2 separate regions of the Triticum aestivum genome follow, and region 2 is linked to region 1. The links are chromatin contacts, called in public Hi-C maps. All regions are on one chromosome and are shown on one strand. Each heading gives the region's core, a stretch centred on a gene start, on an enhancer-like site or on the middle of the called end of the contact. The rest is flanking DNA. Distances are from core to core; before and after follow the strand shown.

The links. Hi-C and Micro-C count contacts between places; a contact is called where the count stands out from the background.
Region 2: a contact with region 1 is called in a Hi-C map of leaf, with 9 times the contacts expected there. The contact joins the enhancer-like site here to the promoter of LOC123062393 in region 1. A contact is called at or near these places in 2 of 5 Hi-C or Micro-C datasets (both in leaf).

Annotation. Positions count from the first base shown.
Region 1 is chr3A:585,404,485-585,411,240 of IWGSC CS RefSeq v2.1, reverse strand. LOC123062393 reads left to right here and starts at 2,160. Exons shown (of 3, transcript XM_044485885.1): 1 at 2,160-2,757; 2 at 3,187-3,623; 3 at 4,156-5,293. The coding sequence starts at 3,222. The coding sequence ends at 4,815. LOC123062397 (F-box protein SKIP24) reads left to right here. Exons shown (of 5, transcript XR_006429651.1): 5 at 1-165.
Region 2 is chr3A:585,936,555-585,943,885 of IWGSC CS RefSeq v2.1, reverse strand. No RefSeq gene overlaps it. Among protein-coding and RNA genes, the nearest start is that of LOC123062401, 46 kb to the left of the region's middle. Within about 2 kb of position 1,600, at least 1 of the 8 cell types and tissues checked has an H3K27ac peak or open chromatin away from gene starts, as enhancers often do. A contact at or near this core is called in leaf, where this site is marked.

The DNA of each region.
Region 1 (6,756 bases), core at 911-3,410:
AGACTTATATTTAGGAATGGAGGTGGTATAACTCATTCATTTGTATCCTAGTACTAAGCGGTCAGCTACTCTTAAAAGGATCCTCGTCCATGACGAGTGATGAGCAGCCTCTGTAAACCTTTTGTGACTCTTAATTTGGATTTTTGACTTAAGATTCATCATTCACTCGGCCTCGATACCATCTGAGAAGTTATTAGAATATGTCAGCCAGTTGACCAAAGAGCCTCAATTAACTAGAAAAACAATAGACGGTGCACGTACAACGTTCCACACATGTCGTGCGAGGCGGCGGCGGAGAAGGGTCGCCGGTCGTGAGGCGGCAAGGCCGGCATAGCACGCACCCGGTAGCGATGCCGAAGGCCACGAAGCAGGTTGCTGTCAGGCACAGCAAAGCCGAAATAATCACTCGTCACGCGTCGGACGTGAGAGCATCTACAGCGCCCTGACCCCTCAAACGCCCGCAGACACCTAGCACATCTTAAATTTGCCTCTTTACATCCATGTATCTCATATCCAATATCCTATATCCATACTACGCATGCACGTGATGAACTACTCTACGTGATCAAACAATGTACAAAGAAATCGGCATGAAACGGAGAATGAAATGCACATAAACTCACTTTACATCATCCAAAAGATCGGCACAGTTCATCGTCGGACAAGTTCAAACAGTAAAAATGATAATCAAACATAAATAGAGACCTTCTTCACCACTTCCTTGCCGCCGGCTCTTTGCCCTTCCGATCTCTGGCGCTGTTGTAGGAGTCCACGGCTGATGGAGGATCGTTCGATTCGTCGGATGAGGAGACGTGGTCGTCGGAGGAGGAGGAGGAGGAGTTGACGATGACGAGGCCCTTGAGGCGCTGGATGACTCGGTCCTGCTGGCGTCTGAGCTTGGCCAACCGAGCCGCCTCCGCTGCCTTCTCTGTCGCCTCCTGCTCGGACTGCTCGATGGCAAGCCGGAGAGCCTTCGCATTCTTCCGGCGGAGCCGCCGAGCGTCCTTCTCCGCCGCCGTAAGCGATCGGCGGTAGACCCACTGGAGGAGCCGCTCGTCCTCGTCGGGCTCCGCCGGCCCACGCCGGCGACGGACAGAGCTCTCCACAGCATCCCTCTCCCTTGCCCGCTGCCTCTCGCGCAAGGTGGCGGGCGCCTCCAACTCCGGCGTGCGCGTGCGAGTCGGCGGGGCATGCACAAGCACCCACAGCTGCCCACGAAGGGGGCAGACGGCGGGGCGAGAGGACGGCGTAGGGGAGGCGTGGATAGCGCCGGCCGCCTGTCGGAGCTGCCCATGGGCCAGGAGGGGCCAGCGCCGGTGTCCGAGATGCGCCAACGGGGAAGCGGCGGCTGCGGCGAGGCTGCAGATCTAGAGTTGCCCCCGGTGTCCACCTTGGACCGCTCCAAGGCGATGCGGAGGGCAAGCTCGTACTCCGGATCCACCTCGTTGTCGGAGCGGCTGCCGGAGCTCGACATTGGCCAGATTCGATCGGAATCGGTGAGGGGAGAGGAGAGGACGGAGCGCGAGAGGAGAATGGGTGAGATATGGTTTTGAATCAACGAGGCCTATGGGGTTTCTTGTGGGACATCCATGGGTCGGTGGTGGGCCGGGCTTGTCAGACGGACGCGACCGGACATGCCCGGGCCACCTATATCCGCCTCATATTTAGGTTGAATATAAAAAATGCCGGTCAGATCGAACATTTGAGACTTGTTTAAGACGTCCGTTTGAGATTGAAAAAACGTGACTGGACGACCCGTCCGAATGTAGGAGACAGATTTGAGCGGTGACCCCAAAAGAGGGCAGGAAAAGATCCCGATCGCAAAATAGCCGTGCCGATCGTACCCGCCGGCTTGATCACTCCCCTCCCCGGTCCAAAACAGGACGAGTCGGAGTACGACAACCGCCTCCCCCCCTCCCGCCACCCCCGTCTGAATTTTCCCCGGGCGTCCGGCCGACGTGGCGCGCCTTCCGTGCCGCACCTTCTTCCCGCCGCGCTGTACCTGTTGACCCGGCCGCCCCCCGCTGCACCCGGGCCCCACGCGCTGGCGCCCAGCCTGTCATCCACTTCCCTTCGCCCGTACCCTGGCCCCACCCGTCAGGCGGCACGGTATATAATCCCGGGACCCGACCCGCTCCGGCCTCCACGCACACCCGCTCCCGTCCCGCAAGCCTCGCTCGCCCTGATCCGATCCCCAAATCCCTCTTCGCCGTCGACGCCCCGAATCTCAGCTCCGGTGAGGCCGACCCATTAGCAGGGCGTGACCTCGGCGCGCCCGCCCTCCCTCCCGCCCGCCGCTCCCTCCTCTCCGCCCGCCGTCGTCCCGGTCGCCGGAACCCGACAAGTTGGATATCTAGGAGGCACCGCAGCGTTGCGGCGCCCACCGCGCGGACACCATGTCTGCGGCGCCAGCCGCGTACCCCACCACCAGCCTCCGCGCCGTCGCGTCCGGGAACTCCTTCTTCCCCTGCTCGCACCGCCTCAAGCTTTCCTCCTCGCATCGTTTTAGTAGTAGTAGTATTGGCAATCGTAGTAATTGCCTCTGACGTTTGCCTCCCCCTCGTCGCCCACGACCTTCGGTTCGATCCGCTCCTTGTGCTCGTCCTGAGGATTGTCCGGTTGTGAGGGCTAGGTGCTACATCTCTGCCTTCTGCGTTTGCGCGGGTTTGGTGTCTGTGTTCGATTTCGATCAGCAGGTCCGATCGAAAGAGATTTGGTCTGTTGGAGGTGGTGATTGCTGTCTCTCCAAGGAAAGAGGTATGGGAAATTTGCCTGGTCATTTTTTCTAGTATATGTGAAAATATGCCAGTTTACTCTTCTGGTGGAATTGCAAATGCAATGAAATTGTGTCCATATCAATGATGGAATTACGATTCTTTCGAATATTTATTGTCTTATGCAGTTATACTCGTTAATTATATCATGGAGTGAATGCTTTAGTTGCTTAATAAAATACTACTCGCTTGATCCATATTAATTTTCGCTGCTTTAGTACAACAATTAATATTTGGTTTACCTACTTTGCCAGAAATGTTGACTTAGATCGAATGAACTTAAATATGAGCAATATATGTGCACCTATTTCTATCGTATGGGCTTCTTAACTTCATCTAGTAATCTAGGGTGTGGTCCTTAAGAAGTCCTTTACTTGTTCTATTCTAATTTTTGTTTTTCCCTGCTAAGCAGGAAGTTGTCTTCTGAACTTCGGATTTAGCTTGTGGATGGGCGGACCTTTGGTAGACTGCAGTGCCGAAGGTGTGAGCAGCAGCTCATGTCTCAGCCGCAGCACCTGCGAAAAAGCAGGTTTTGAGCACAGCTCTTGTGCTCTACCTGAAGATGAAAAGTCTGAAGCTGGAATAGCATCTGTGAAAGATGATTTGGTTGTCAAGGAAATCAGTTTGGCTCTTGCTGAGGTGATGCGTGTCTATAATGACAATGATGATGAAGAGACAGATCTGAGTGAAGACTCTGACGAAAATGGGGATTCACTTTCTGTAGAATCAGATTCGGCTGATGATTTGGTTGATATTGACACTGAGGTGGTCACATCGTCAGCCTTAACTGCCGGGAATGCGTCTAAATCATCAACTGGAAATTCAGAGATTGGAAATTCCTCAACCAATGTAAGTATTTGATTGCAGTACACGCATGGACTCTTCCTAATCTGTCTTATCTTGCTAGCCAAAGCGTTTCTTCTTGTCATCTTTTTGCCAAAAAGATTGGCAATAGGCCAATAGCTATGCGGCTCCTCATATAAAAATGTGCTTTAAGTGTTGGACGCTTAGTTTTTAACATATTGACTCTTGCTTCTTAGAACATATTATTACCTGTTTAGAATTTCGGGTAGCTAAATGTAATTCTGCTCTTATGATTGGCTGCTCCTTTTTCTACCTGTTACGAGGTATCATAGCTTGTCATTGTATGGGTAAATTGATTGTGTTGATACGATCTTGTCATCTTCGATATTTGTTTGAATTGACCCAAGAATGATGTTGTTATTTTTTTCTACTCTTATTTCTTAATATATTTTTCATTCATTATTGTCCGACTGTTGCTCTGAATTCTGAAAATGAGTATGACCACATAGTGTTATTGCTTGTGTTAAATGTTCTGTCCTCTACTTGGATGGTGATTTGTAACATACTGTATATGCAGGGGACTGAACTGTTGGTTTCTGCAATGAAAGGAAGCCGTGCAAAGCGGGGAATTGTGACAAAGTTGAGTGTTTCATGGGCCCCTGACGTATATGATCCTCCTGTTACTTCTGACTCACACACAGTGAAGCCGCACCAGAGAAGTTCAAGGAAGAGCCACTACAAATACAAGCCCCCAAAGGGCAGCAGCAGCAGCAGCCGCACTAGCAGTGGCAGCAAAAAGGACAAGAAGCATTCTCACCACAGCAGCAGCAGCAGCAGTAAAAGAGATAAGAAACCTTCCCACCGCAGTAGCAATGGTGGCAGCAGCAGAACTGACACTAGTGATCCTCACCATCGGAAGGCATATGGCAGCAGCATTACCAGCAGAACTGATACTAGTGTTCCTGAATATCATAAGTTATCGCCGTGGCAGCCACCGGCTAGTGCCGCAGTGGAAGAAGCCATGCCCCCTGTACCTGTTCTGAAGGCCATGGAACAGATCAAGCGTAGCTCCAGCTGCTGCAAGGAGCCGCCGATAAGCATGAAGGCCATGGAACAGATCAAGCGTAGCTCCAGCTGCTGCAAGGAGCCACCGATAAGCATGCTATCACGCCAATTCGTGGCTGCCAAGTACAAAGGGATGTTTTCTTTCTTGAGTCAGAACCAACTTGCTTCTTGAGCATATGGCGGGGGCCTCCTGCGCTATTCACAGGCGCGCTTCTGGTTATCAGCAAAGCTTTCATGTTGGATGGTGTTTTGATCTGTGAACTTTTGTTTGGACATCAGTGGACATGGTTTTGAAAATTCTTTGGTTGACGTATGCACGACCTTGAGATTTTAACCTGTCTTTCCTTATTATTAAAATAAAAACTGTTTTGCTCATTTATTTATGTAATATATAAGCATGTTATGTGTGTAATTTCTGTAATAAGCATGCTATGCGTGTGCATTCTGTTTTCTGTTTTGAGTTTGGGCATTATTACATCAGTTAAGCTGATTCCTTCATGCCCTGCAAAAAAAGAGCCGATTCCTTCATGGATCAGATAATGACTGAAGTGAAGTAACACATGGAGGGATGTATGTAACCCATGGTAACAATGTATCTGTGGATGTAACCACTTCCCCAGTGTAAAATGAAATACACAACATTTCAGTAATCTTAGCTTCGGTTCTCGTCTGCTCTTGCTGCGCCAAGCTGTCATCTCTGACCGTCTCCATCCACATGAGAAGCTCAATCGTGCCGACATGAAAAGCTCAATCGTGCCGTCAAAGGCAAGTAATAAGGTTACGAACTTTTGATCGTTGCTTCCAGTTCCGGTCAACCGACGGCATGAGAGCTTTGGACCACGACATGTTCCTCCGCCACCTTTGCCTGGCAAACACGACATGTTCCTCGGTCACCTTTGCCTGGCAAACACGACATGTTCCAGTATGCCGACCTTGGGTAGCCCGAACAAGCCCGCTCTTGCACAGTGTTGGACCTTTGGGACCCCTGTTGCCTGCTGGGGCTGGGAGCACACCATGTGGAGGGTGTAGGACTGAGCATCATGGTGCCCCTGAAGTGGCCATATTGACATAAAGAAACAAGTAAACATTAATCAAACATTTAGGTGCATGTGCATCCAATGATAGTTCCAGATTTGACTTATAAATGGTGTAATGAGTAACGCAACCGGCCTTTATTAACGCAATGGACAGAGACATTTAAACAAGCCATGACAGCAATGCAGTCGCCTTCTCTCTCTCTCTCTTTTAGGTTGATACAACGTCCAGTCTATCACTAATGTAGCTTGTTTTCTAGTTAGATAATACAAGGCACTAGCACTGGAGATGCAGACGACAGGACGCAACATCGAATTCTGGTGAGAAGAGGAGTACCTCGACGATGTAAAATATGTTTCGGTAACATTGGAACCCCCGTGATATGCGAAGTCCCTTTCATCATTTCTGGAACAGTTTTCCATTGAAGGCATCACATCCCCAGGGCCTTGTATAATCAGATATAGGTGATTAAGTACGTTACGCAATCACCAAAAGTCCTAGCAAGAAAAAACTTTCGCCAATAAATCTATGGGAACGAACACGGCCCCTCAGAATGATTTCTTGGTCATATGATTTGCTTGTTATTTTTGTCACTTCAGGGCAATCTGGGCAAAATCTCAAGTTCTTTCACTATGCTCAACTTTTCCTCTTCACCAACATCAGGCTCGTGGTCAGACTGTACCCAGTCAGCTCCCGCACCAATCTTATCTCCTTGATTTCAGGGAGTGAACCATCACTCACCATAAAGAAGCGGGTAAACATTAACCAAACATTTTAAATGCCTAATGCATCCAATGGTAGTTTCAAAATTGACCAATATGTATAGATGGTGTAATCAGCGACGCAACCAATCTTCGATAATGCATGGACAGAGACATTTATAAAAGCTATGACAGCAATGCAGTCGCCTTTTCTTTTAGGTTGATACAACATCCACTCTATCATTAATGTAGCTTGTTTTCTGGTTAGATAACACTATGCACTAGCACTGGAGATGACAGGACGCAACATCTAGTTCTGGTAAAAAAACATTTACCTCAATGATATAAAGTTTATTCCAGTAACATCAGAACCCCAG
Region 2 (7,331 bases), core at 351-2,850, 530 kb before region 1:
TTGCCAACCGGAGTTTTTAAGTTAAATTTCTGATTAAATCTCTTATTTGAGTTTTACATGTGCATTAGTTGAGTACTTATTGTGTGCTTGTTTGTTTGCGATAGAGTACCCGGAGTGCGCCGCTTGTTACTTCGAATCGCTAGGTTTTCCGGATTATCGGCAAGGCAAATAACACTTTGATCATACCTCCTACTACCCAGTTTTATTGCATTAGATCAATCCTTACACATTGCATGATTAGGATCTAATTAAATTGTGGGTTTGGAAAGTAGTTGAGGTAGTACCTATTACCTGTCTAATTATCAAACCTTTGAAAGTTACTTCTACGTTTGCTTATTATTTCTATGCTATGCTAGTAGACGTGGATTGGGTGAGTGTATTCATGACAGATGTGAGCTTTGTTAATTAATGGTTTATTTAAGGTGGCAATCTAAACACACATCTGGGTTGAGTATGGCGGCCGCACTTGGTCCAACTCAGGAATCATATGGACGCCACACAACTCAAGAAGTATGCTAGGGTGCGCACTCAGAGGAACACACGTATTTCCCCTACTACCCGATGGTGCGCTCGCAATCATCATCAAGGCGAACATCGCAACTTGCCGTGCTCGCTGCTTCATCCAGAGTCCAGACTCCGTCAGACTCTAGCCCCAGCGCCAGCGGTCGAGCTCGACCAGTCCATCCATGGCGAAGCACTGAAGCCGCTCAGTGCGGCCGTGCCCAACCGCTCCATTCCGCCCGCACACGCCCGTCAACTTCTCGGGCACCACTAACCCCTGACCAAATCTCCCCGCGCGTTACCACAGAAATCCGCAGCAGTCGGGCCCCGAACCACACGCACGCCGCCGTCCAACGCCAATGGTCAAACCTGCAATCCTAATCGCTTGGACCTGTTGGAGTACTACCATGAGATCACACAAGCCACAGCCTTTGATTAGCGCTCCATTCGTCCACGCCCACGCACCTGCCCTCACATGCCCATGAGCAGTACCGCCGAACCAACCGAGGTCACGGCGTACTGTGTGCTCCAGCATGCCCAAACGGCCATGGATTTGGCTAACCACATGGGTTGGCGGGGACGGGTCAGGACGGCTTTCCGGGCCTAATTTCGCCACCTTGCAATGCAAATCAAGGTGCGGCTGGCCATCAAGGCGGTGTGCAAGGACTCTCATGATGGCCGAGTTGCACCGCTTCCGTTTGTTGCTTATGCTAAGCATGCTTTTGTCTTGGATGGAACTCTTTTGTCCGTTGGCAGCGAAGGGATCGATCGGGCCGGGCCGGGCCGGAGCAGTTGCGACCTGGCCTCGTCGATGGCTACACAAGCTAGAGAGCGATCCGTAATGAAGTGGTTAGTAGTCTCTTCTTTTCTTTCACTGTGCAGCTAGCTACAGAGATACAAAAGCGGAGGATGCTGTGCCAGGTTGATAGGACTGAACTTCAGTTCAGTCGTCGCTTCAATTCCTACCTCGACAACCATCTCTTCATCAGTCAAAAATAATTTGCGAGCCAAAGAAAAATGTATATTTAATAGCGACGTGCATGCTGTAATGAAGTCCCTTGTGAACGTGGCAAACGCGTCAGCATAGCGTGTCAACTGTGGCTTACTGTTGTGAAAGAGAATCTTCCGTTTCTAACCACGCGGACGATCGGTCAACAGCTATGGGCTATAGCCGTGTAACATTCGTCAACTTCACTATCAATCTTTTTCTTTTTTGGCGGGAACTTCACTGTCAATCTTGATGGCAGGTTCTGGTCAAGTTTACCGCTTTCAGACTCATTCCGTAGGGGAGTCGGTTTCCCTACGAAATCCGAAGCAGAATATATAGCCAGGGAAACGATTAGTTTGGCCGTGTCCAACTTTTCGGCTCTTCCATTTGGAACTGCACATGCATGTGTGCCGACCATACGTATATGATACAAACAGACCAAACACACACCTGACACCACATGCAAGTCCAAAGTTTTTTTTTTTGCGAAGAATGCAAGTCCAAAGTTGTATTTTGCACGGTCTCACATCGTGTGATCAGTGAAGATTCAAGGCAATTACTTCCCATGTCTGGTTTTATAAGCCCCCCTTGTATTTTTATGTTAATTTTTGACCATGTATTTAGTTAGCAAATTATAAATTATAGTCAATTACACCATTGGTGTTCAAACTTGAAAAGAAAAGTCACTTTAGGGCACCTCCATTGGTAACCCGTAAATTTTACTATTTTTCTTGCAAAGGCCCTCGGAGGGAAACATCACAAAATGCAGAATAAAAATTAAAACAAGTGAATTCGAACCTATGACAAAAGGTAATAGAGCGGCAACGGATACCACACCAGCCAACAAGGTCTCATGTATCTAAAGTATAATTACTATGTATGACTGTATAGCGAAACATAATCTAAAAATGGTCATGTAATTTCAAAAAGAATTCACGTATTATTTTAAAAAAATATTCACACAATTTAAAATATTAGTGAATTATAAAAAAATGTTTATATGATTCAAATATTCATGTGAGGATTTTCCATCTGAGGGCGTACTAGGCTCTTTTTTTAGAAAGCACACAAACTTTTATATACTATATAAACTTTTTAAAATAACATAAAAAATCTTATAGCATGAAAACTTTTGTATGGACACATCAATATTTAATTAAAAACGTGACTTAAAATTACATGAAAAATTATTTAGATACGAGAACTGAGGGAGTCCTAGATTAGGGGGTGTCCGGATGGCCGGACTATACCTTCAGCCGGACTCCTGGACTATGAAGATACAAGATTGAAGACTTCGTCCCGTGTCCGAAAGGGACTTTCCTTGGCGTGGAAGGCAAGCTTGGCGATACAGATATGCAGATCTCTAACCATTGTAACCGACTTTGTGTAACCCTAACCCTCTCCGGTGTCTATATAAACCGGAGGGTTTTAGTCCGTAGGACAAGATACAGAACAACAATCATACCATAGGCTAGCTTTTAGGGTTTAGCCTCTCCGATCTCGTGGTAGATCTACTCTTGTATTACCCATATCATCAATATTAATCAAGCAGGACGTAGGGTTTTACCTCCATCGAGAGGGCCCGAACCTGGGTAAAGCTTCGTGTCCCTTGCCTCCTGTTACCATCCGGCCTAGACGCATAGTTCGGGACCCCCTACCCGAGATCCGCCGGTTTTGACACCGACATTGGTGCTTTCATTGAGAGTTACTCTATGTCGTCGCCGTCAGGCTTGATGGCTCCTACGATCATCGATAGTGTTGCGGTCCAGGGTGAAACTTGTCTCCCCGGACAGATCTCTGTCTTCGGCGGCTTTGCACTGCGGGCCAATTCACTTGGCCATCTGGAGCAGATCGAAAGCTATGCCCCTGGCCGTCAGGTCAGATTTGGAAGTTTAAACTATACGGCTGACATCCGCGGGGACTTGATCTTCGACGGATTCGAGCCACTGTCGAGCGCGCCGCACTGCCACGACGAGCATGATCTAGCTCTGTCGCCTAACAGTGCCCTGAAGGCCGCACCCGCATCGGCTTCGACCCTTAATTCGGAGCCAACCGCGCCGACCGAGGATGGGTGGTTGGACGCCGCCTCGGGGGCTGCGATCCTAACGGCGATCGAGCGGAACACCAGCCCCGCACTCCACGAGACTCATGATTCCAAGGAGCCGGACTCCTCTCCGGACTCCGAATCATTTGCGCCTCTGCCGATCGAATCCGATTGGGCGCCGATCATGGAGTTTACTGCCGCGGACATCTTTCAGCACTCGCCCTTTGGCGATATTATAAAATCACTAAAGTCTCTCTCTTTGTCACGAGAGCCCTGGCCGGACTACGGTCAGCGAGATTGGGATGTGGACGATGAAGAAATTCAAAGCCCACCCACCACCCACTTTGTAGCCACTGTCGACGATTTAACCGACACGCTCGACTTCGACTCTGAAGACATCGACGGTATGGACGCCGATGAAGGAGACGATGAAGAACCAGCGCCTATTGAGCCCTGGAACGCCACCTCGTCATATGACATATACATGGTGGACGCACCAAAAGATGACGACGAGGAGCGGAAGGACGCACCGAAGGCTTGTTCCCTCGAAAAGCAGTCAAAGCGGCGACGCAAGCGCCGCCCCAAATCCCGCCTCGACAGAAATAGCGATCACACAGACCCAGCGTTGGAACAGGGCGAACCGCTGCCGGACAACGGCAATCCGGATAATCAAACCGAACAAACAAATCCTATCAAGGATAATGGTCCGGACGACATAACACCGGACAGACACCCGGAGCAGCAGACGGCCCGTAAAAGGCTTGTTGCCACCGCGAGGAGTCTGAAAAAGCAGAAGCAAAGGCTCAAGGCCGCGCAAGACACACTCCAAATCAGATGGAGTAAAATACTCAACACTGCAGCAAGGTACAGCGACAATCGCCCCTCCAAGGGCTACCCAAAGCGGAAGCTGCTACCCGAATTCGATGAGGAGGCCTCAGAACCCCCACAACCAAATATCAAAGCAGTCACCTGGTCGGATAGACGACCCCTCTACCAACACAGAGCGACATAAAACGCCGCTCATGATACAATACGCGACCCATGCGAGGGCTCGCACCCAAAGGACGGCGCAACAAGATCCATCTATGGACCACACAAGCGCGCCCCAGCATACAATGCAACACAACAAACATCCGAACAACACGGTACACCCAGCTACAGGGGTGCCGCACACCCCCTATGTTTCACCAATGAGGTGCTGGACCACAAATTTCCAGAGGGATTCAAGCCCGTAAACATAGAGGCATACGACGGAACAACAGACCCTGGGGTCTGGATTGAGGACTACATCCTTCATATCCATATGGCTCGAGGAGATGATATCCATACGCCTCCCCGAAAGCTCCATTGGAAGTTGGGAAGAGCTCGAAGACGCCTTTCGGGCAAATTTTCAAGGGACTTATGTCCGACCTCCGGATGCGGACGATTTGAGTCATATAACTCAACAGCCCGGAGAGTCAGCCCAAAAGCTTTGGAACAGGTTTCTTACTAAAAAGAACCAGATTGTCGACTGTCCGGATGCCGAAGGCTTGGCAGCTTTCAAGCATAGCGTCCGTGACAAATGGCTCGCCAGACATCTCGGCCAAAATAAGCCGAGAACGATGGCCGCATTAACAAACCTCATGACTCGCTTTTGCGCGGGTGAGGACAGCTGGCTAGCCAGATGCAGCACCAGCGACCCCAGTACATCTGAAGTTAGAGATGGAAACGGGAAATCACGGCGCAACATCAATAACAAACGCCGAAATAAAGAAGACAGAACGATGGGCACGACAGTAAATGCCGGATTCAAAAGCTCTCGGCCAGGTCAAAAGCCGCCCCCTAAAGGCACCAGTGATGAATTGTCCAGCCTCAACAAAATTCTGGACCAAGTATGTCAGATTCATAGTACCCCTGGTAAACCTGCTAATCATACCCATAGAGAATGTTGGGTCTTCAAGCAGTCCGGCAAGCTCAACGCCGTACACAAGAGGGAGGATACACCAAGTGAAGACGAGGACGAGCCCCCCAAGCAAGACACGGGGGAACAGAAGAAATTTCCACCAAAAGTCAAAATAGTAAACGTGTTACACGTAATCAAGGGAAAAAACAACACGGCACTCTCAGGAAAATATACCCAAGTGCCTGTCACCACGAAGTCCTGCCACTGGTCATCTCAACCGATCACTTTCGACCATCGCGATTACTCAGCAAGTATCCGACACGCAGGATGGGCTGCCCTGGTATTAGACCCAATAATTGGCGGATATCACTTCACAAGAGTCTTGATGGATGGCGGCAGTAGCCTAAACCTAATATATCAGGATACAATCTGCGGGATGGGGTTAGACCCAACACGAATTCGCCATAGCAATACTACCTTTAAAGGAGTAATGTCAGGCCCAGGGGCTCGTTGTACGGGCTCCCTCCTACTACAAGTTATATTCGGCTCCCCCGATAACTTCCGTCGCGAGCATTTAACTTTCCACATTGCTCCGTTTCAAAGTGGCTATCAAGCACTGCTCGGACGTGAAGCTTTCGCTTGCTTTAATGCAATACCACACTACGCTTCCCTCACACTCAAGATGCCCGGTCCACGTGGCATCATTACAGTGCACAGAAATATCAAGCGATCTCTGCGCGCCGAAGAGAGTGAGGCTGCCTTGGCAGCCGCACACTAAAGGCGCCCGGACAAGCGAAAGCATCCAATAGGTCGTCAAGATCTCAGATACAACTAATCGAGTCCGGCGGCGCTACTTATACCAAATAAATGGTCACACCCCTATTCGTCAATACAAGGGGCTCAACACGCGCAGACGAGTGGCAATTTCTTCTCATCTTGAATTATACATGGTTTCTTTAACAAACTATCTTTTTGTACGACAACTTTTTCACTTAACTTCCTCTCTTTTACAGACGATCATCGTGCTACACCCGTCTAGGATACGGCACAACGGAGACACAGGCGCAGACGTGCAGCAGGGACCCGCTCCAAGGATTCTTTTTAGATTAAGACCCTGCGTAAACCTTTTTTACTGTCTCTTGTTGATATATATCCATCGTTGAGAAGGATGTTGACGTCTTGGCATGTGGCCATGCCAGAACAATGAACGTACTTGGACACAAGGGGCTTCTTACAAAGGCCATTATTTAGGCCCGGTTTATACCACAAAGACCGAATACCTTAGGGAGTGTTCGGCTTCGCGAGTTTGGCCCTATATGCATCAGCTTCGAATCATTGTTTTTGGTCAAATGTTGGGTTTGCCCGGCTCTTGTATTTTGGTGCCTTACGTTCCGCTTTACCGGCTAAGGTAGCACCAGGAGAACTACTGCGATTGTGCCCTGGTTCATCCGGACGAGCACCTCAGTAGAGAAAGCCGAAAACTGACTGTCATGATATAGCGTGAGACTGGTCAACCACTCGATGACCTGTGCGAATGTTAGAATTCCTCCGCCTTAGCGAAGGGCTGTTTTCCGGCCAGGCATGTACGCACCCCGGAATCAGGAGAGTGCGGAGCCACCAGGGGCTATCTAGTAGCCCCACTGTCAAACTCCTATGGCTAAGTGAAAGTGCTAAAGCATTATAGTTCGGTTGCCTCGCTTGCTCCGCTATCACCTCCTTAATAGGACCAAGACGTTGGGTTAAGTGTGAACGCGTGTTTTTGCGAGCACCTCCGCATTATATGCGTGGAGGTTGAAGCCGACGACTGCAATCTTTCAGGTTATACACATGTATACATAAACGGCCGCCCAGGAGGCATCATATGACTTTCAGGCAAAAGTATAAAAATAGCCTTATAAAAATTTATAAAAGCATTT